Linked DNA regions of Sus scrofa: region 2 is linked to region 1. A link is a contact called in public HiChIP or PLAC-seq data. All regions are on one chromosome and are shown on one strand. Each heading gives the region's core, a stretch centred on a gene start, on an enhancer-like site or on the middle of the called end of the contact. The rest is flanking DNA. Distances are from core to core; before and after follow the strand shown.

What was found. HiChIP or PLAC-seq counts read pairs in DNA pulled down with a chosen protein or histone mark.
Region 2: an H3K27ac HiChIP or PLAC-seq map of skeletal muscle shows a contact between it and region 1. The contact joins the promoter of CLIC5 here to the enhancer-like site in region 1. A contact is called at or near these places in 8 of 47 Hi-C or Micro-C datasets (alveolar macrophages, fetal heart ventricle, heart right ventricle and 5 more) and 1 of 2 datasets of contacts at active chromatin or transcription factors (skeletal muscle).

The regions. Positions count from the first base shown.
Region 1 is chr7:40,713,068-40,715,920 of Sscrofa11.1, reverse strand. The region is part of intron 4 of CLIC5 (chloride intracellular channel 5); the gene reads left to right. Among named protein-coding and RNA genes, the nearest start is that of CLIC5, 94 kb to the left of the region's middle. Within about 2 kb of position 1,475, at least 32 of the 83 cell types and tissues checked have an H3K27ac peak or open chromatin away from gene starts, as enhancers often do. A contact at or near this core is called in liver, skeletal muscle and subcutaneous adipose tissue, where this site is marked.
Region 2 is chr7:40,806,647-40,809,499 of Sscrofa11.1, reverse strand. CLIC5 (chloride intracellular channel 5) reads left to right here and starts at 1,483. Exons shown (of 6, transcript NM_001198923.2): 1 at 1,483-1,903. The coding sequence starts at 1,841. LOC110261532 (a long non-coding RNA gene) reads right to left here and starts at 1,245. Exons shown (of 3, transcript XR_002345749.1): 1 at 1,108-1,245.

The DNA of each region.
Region 1 (2,853 bases), core at 226-2,725:
GACCTTTGCCTAATCTAAGTGGCCCCCTATCACAGGATGCTCTCACTTTAAGTACCACTAAGAAACAAACCGTGCCTTCAGGGAAACAAAAAAGTGCTTTCACTTAAGCTCTAAGAGTTTGATGGTCAGACACAGTCTGATTTCAAAGATGTCAAATATGAAAAAATGTGCCTCTTAGTCTTGATGAAATAGGGAGAGTGGTTCCCATAGCCCTTTTAATTTATTTTATTTTTTTTTTTAGGGCCAAACCTGCAGCATATGGAGCTCCCCAGGCTAGGAGACAAATCAGAGCTGCAGCTGCTGGCCTACACCACAGCTACAGCAACTCGGGATCTGAGTCTGTTCCTTAACCCCCTGAGCAAGGCCAGGGATGAAATCTGCATCCTCATGGATACCAGTTTGTTACTGCTGAGACACAACGGGAACTCTCTCCCATAGCTACGCCCCCCCTTTTAATCTAAAAAATGTTTTTATTTTATTTTGCCTTTTTAATTTATTTAAAAGAATTTTATTATAGTTGATTTACAATGTTCTGTCAATTTCTGCTGTATAGCAAAGTGATCCAGTTACACACACACATATATATATATACATTCTTTTTCTCACATTATCCTCCATCATGTTCCATCACAAGGGATTAGATAGAGTTCCCAGTGCTTTACAGCAGGATCTCATTGCTCATCCACTCCAAATGCTATAGTTTGCATCTACTAACCCCCAACTCCCAGCCCATCCCAATCCCTCCCCCAACCCGCTGGCAACCACAAGTTCTCCAAGTCCACGAGTCTGTTTCTTCTCTGTAGATAGGTTCATCTGTGCCGTATGTTAGATTCCGGATATAAGTGATATCATCTGGTATTTGTCTTTCTCTTTCTGACTTACTTCCCTTAGTATGAGCGTCTCTGGTTCCATCCATGTTGCTGCAAATGGCATTATTCAGTCCAACATTCTGTTACTTCCTAGAGGCTATGCGATGAAATGTCAGACCCTCCCTTCTGCTTGGCCTTGAGCTACCCTGTTGGAAAGAGAGTGAATCAAAGTCAACAAGCTTCCAGATCCCTCCAGGATGGCTGTCCCAACCCCATATCCAGGAAAGTGTCACGTCCGCTCTGTTTCCTGTACTTTCCCCTTGTTCCTGCCTGGAAACAAGCACTGCTTATCTCCTAGCTCAGGGTTGGCAAACTTAGACGTTTCAGGCAATACAGGATGTCGCAACTGCTCCATGCTGCCACTGGAACAATAGAGCCGTCACAGACAGCATGCAAACAAATGGGCGGGGCTGGGTTCCAACTCAGTTTCATTTACGGACACTGAGATTTGAATTTTATACCGTCTTCAAGGGTCACAAAGTCTTCTTTTTGGACTTTCCAACCTTCCAAAAATGTAAAACCCATTCCTGGCTCGAGGGCAGTGCAGAATAGGCAGTGGGCTGGATTTGGCACCTGGGCTTGGATTTGCGGAGTTCTGGCCTAGGCAGTCCCAGGCTGCAACAGCAAGTTCTCTTCGTGTCTGTACCTCTCAGCCTCCTCTTCTCTACTATGGAGATTGTCACAGCGCCCTTTCTTGCAGAGTCATGTTAATTAAATGAGCGCATTAAAGCACTCAGGGGGACAGTTCCCAGCACACAGCAGACACTAGTAGGTGATGGCTATTACTGCTGCTGCTGTTCACTTCACCAGTCCTCCTCTGAATTCCCTGGTGCTCACCCTTTGGACCTGGCGGCCCAGCTTCTCAGTAACATAGAAGCACGTGCTGCCCTCTTCTGGCAGGTGGAGGAATCAGCCCTGGAGACAGGTGGATTTTAGTGTAAGGCCTGTGGACTTTCAAGCATCTTCTACATCCAGGGACTGAGTTATGCCTAAGCTTTATCTGGGGGTTCCAGAAGGGACCAGATCTCCTTTGAGAGTTCAAAGCCACCTTCCTTTATCTGTCGCCTGCACCCAGGGTGGGCCATGTGCACCAGGCCCCGGGGGATCCTCCAGAGGTCGCTGGCTGCCTGGGGAACATCGCCAGCTGCTTCTTTCTGCCTTGCCCCCCTCCTTCCAGCACCTCCAGTCTTTGCTTTTATGAACTTCCTTGACCTAAAATAGGAAAGTGTTTGAAAGGAGTCAGAGCAGCCCCCGGGAGGGCTGTTAGCCCAGAACTAACAAGCCCCTGACTATCAAAGCTGCCGTGCTTTCTCCTAAAGCCTCATGAAAGCCAACGGCTGTGGGGGTGGGGTGGAGGGGGTGGTGGGAGGCAAGGAGGAGCGTTTTTCCAGATTCCCCAGGATGTGGCGAGCCGCGTTCAGAAGCCAGTGTGTGCATTTATTATTCCAAGCCGTTTCCATCACAGGCGCTTCCTTCCTTTACCCCTTCCTCCCTCCCCACCCTCAACCCCAGGTCAGGTGGGCCCAGGCTGGAGGCCAGACCTTCCCACGGGGATGGGGGCGCGAGCCCCCTCATTCAGCCTCTGCTCTGAGGTGCAGGCCAGGGCAACAAGTACAAAGTACTGGGAGTGTGCGCTCTAATCCCCCTGCTCAGAGACAGAGGTCACCGAGGTGGCTTTGGGATTCCAGGTTTCTTCTGTAGGAAACCCAGACCTGTACTTTGGTGGGGGGAGTGGGAGGGGGATAGGGGTGTCACCTCAGACAACAGGTTCCCTGGAGGAAGGCCTGAGCCCAGCCCCAGCTGCTATCACGAGGGAGGCTCCCGGGTGGTCCCTGGACCACCAGGGCACTAAGGATAACGAGGGGACTGTCTGCCCACTTCCTCATAAAGCAGCCACTGCTGTCTTGTTTCAAAAACGCCTCTGGTCATAAAGGAACCCTTCAGGCTGCCTTCCTTGGCCACCCCTGCGTGCACAGGGCCAACT
Region 2 (2,853 bases), core at 234-2,733, 94 kb before region 1:
AGGGGAAAGTTACTTAAATACTCTATGCCTCAGTTTCCCCACTTGTAAAACTGAGATAATAACACTATCTGTAAAGATTAAATAAGTTGACATATAGAGTGCTTAGCATTTTGCCTGGTACCTAATGAGTACAATGACTTACTTTTACTATTAAGTGATTAATTTTTCTTAGAAAGCTGTGGAACAGGTAAATATTTATAAACAAGGCAAGACAGAGCACAGACGGGATCAGCTAAAGAGAAGACAAAGAACACAAATAGAAGTTGCCCAGATTCCAGATGCAAAAGACTTAGCACCTGTTGTTTAAGTTGGAACAGCCACTTTGGAAAACCACTTGGCAGTGTTTACTCAAGAGGAACATTCTTACACGCTAGAACCAAGCAATTCTTCTCCTGAGCATATAGCCAACAGAAAAGTGTCCACATATTGTGAAAGAATGTTTGATAGATAGAATCATAGTAACCCCATGGTAATCATTAACCGGAAACTATGCAAATGTCCATCAACAGAAGAATGGATAAATAAATGGTGGCAATAAAAATGGATGGTTTCCAACTATGCACAGCAGAATAGATGAATCTCACACCCTAATGGTGAGCAAAGGAAGCCAGACACCAATAGACCGTGTTTATTGTAAGAGTCCAGGTACAAGCTATGTGCTGTTACAAGTCAGGATAATAGTAAACCCAGGTGGATGAGAGCAGCAGAGGGGGACTAGAACTAGGAACTTTAGGGATGTAGCTAACATTTTACTTCTTCATCTGGGGCTGGTTTCGTGGATGGGTTCAGATTGCAAAATTTTACTGAACTATACATTTACAATATGTGTGTTTTTCCATATGCATATTATACTTCATTAAGAAACAAACAAATGAACAAAACCAGAAATGAGAAAAGCAAGAAGAGAAGAGAAAGCAAAAGAAAAGACGAAATGAAAGAAGGGCGAGGCGGGGCGGGGAACAGCCCAGTAGGTTAAAGGGCACGGATCTTGGCTCAGGCTGCGCCTGACCTGGCTGCGCACCACCTGTCTATACCACCCCTGCTGTCTCTGCTTCCCCTTCCCCCCAGCCCTACTCTATTTGCCCAGCACGAGGATGGCAAATGCACCTGTTTCAGGGTCCTCCCGTTGCGTCCCGGCTCCCCACAGCCTCTCCGCACCCTGAGCATCGCCAAGGCAGGAAGGGTCTTTCCGAGTGGGTAACATTGGTAGGAGACTAACTTGGAGGAGCTGATGCTTCATTAATGAAACGTAAGGCTTAGGGCCATCTCTCTTCTCTTCCCTACACTCACCCTCACCTCCAACTCCCCTCCCCACTCCCTCTCCACTTTACCTTTCCCAGAACGTCCTCCCGCCCCGGCTGCAGTGCCGCGGGTCGGGTCCGCGCCTTCCCAGCGGGGCGTGGGTGCGGGGCGGGGGCTGCGCTCCCGGGGAGCCCCTCCCGCCCGCCCGCCCCGGCTGACCCCGCCCTGCGGCGCCAGCTATTTTGGGCGCAAGCTGCGACCGCGGGATCACTGCCGGGCGCGGATCCTGTGACACCTCCCAGCGCGCGGCACTTGTTGCTCGCAGGACCTGCTGCCCATCCCTAAGCCCACCTTTCCCCCGGTCCTCTGTCCCCGCCTGGCTTCTCTCCTTTCCGTGTGCTCGCCAGGACACCGATCTCTCGGGCACTGCTCTCCCCGGCTGGAAAAATAGATTAAAGAAACTAGATAAATAAACGTGACTCCTCAGGGGGCCCCGCGGGGCAGCCGCAGCAACAGCGACAGGAGCAGGAGCGCTGGCCCGGGCGCCGCAGAGGTGGCGCCTCCCCGGCCCGGGACGCTGGCCCCGGGCACCGACGGCATGACGGACGCGGCGACGGCTAACGGGGACGACAGGGACCCCGAGATCGAGCTCTTCGTGAAGGTAGGTCGGCGTCCGGGCGCCGCCTCACCTGCTGCGCCTCCAGCCCGGCTCGCGGCTCACGTGCCCAGGCGCCCAGAGAGCTGGGACGCCCGACCTTCCCCAGGGAGCGCAAGCCAGCCCTGGAGGTCCCTGGGTGGCCTCTCTGCAAACCAGAGCTTTGCTGCGGGGCTCCCGGGCGGGATGGAGTCAGGTGCAATCTCGCAGGTGGCTATCTTCTTCGAGAGTCAGCCGGCAGTTTGTCAAACCCGCTGCAGGACCCGCGGTCACCCTGCCCTGGTGCGATTTTGGCTTGTCCTGCAAGGCATCTGCAGGTGTAGGGAGATGGCAGGAGCCTGGCTGGACACCTGAAGCTTTCTTCTAAAATTGGAGGATGAGGAAAAGGAAGAGGGCGAAAAGAAAGCGTTACTAATAAAATTATCTTTGACAAGGCAAAGATACCATTTAAAAAAAAATCCCCCTTTTCAGTTTTAATCAGAGCTATTAAAAGAAAAGCAAAAGGAAACAGAGATGTTTTCTTGCTCTGAGACCTGCGAAGCAGAAAACAAACACTCCACTTGCCGGCATTGTTATTGTTGTCATAATCATGCTTCTGCAGGGTAGTGTCAGGAAACGCTAAGGGTAACCTGAGGCAGACCGGGAGGCACAGTGAAGAAATTAAATTAAGTCGCCCGGCTCCCTGGGCAAAAAGACTCTAACGTCAAAAGCTGCTGCATTTTCTTTGCAACCTGTGGGAGGAAGGAAGGAGGCCAAGGCAGCGTTTCCAGGTCCAGGTCCTCGAGCGTAATGAGAAAGAAACATATGATAGGTCCTCGGTGCTGGCACTGCAGAAGCAGGGGGAAACCTGAGCAGGTGGCCGGAGAGTTGCCTCCCGGGCGGGGGCGGTGCAGCGTCGCCAGGACTTGGGGGAGGGGAAGCAGCAGTTTGCCTGGGCGCTGAGACCTTTCACCAAG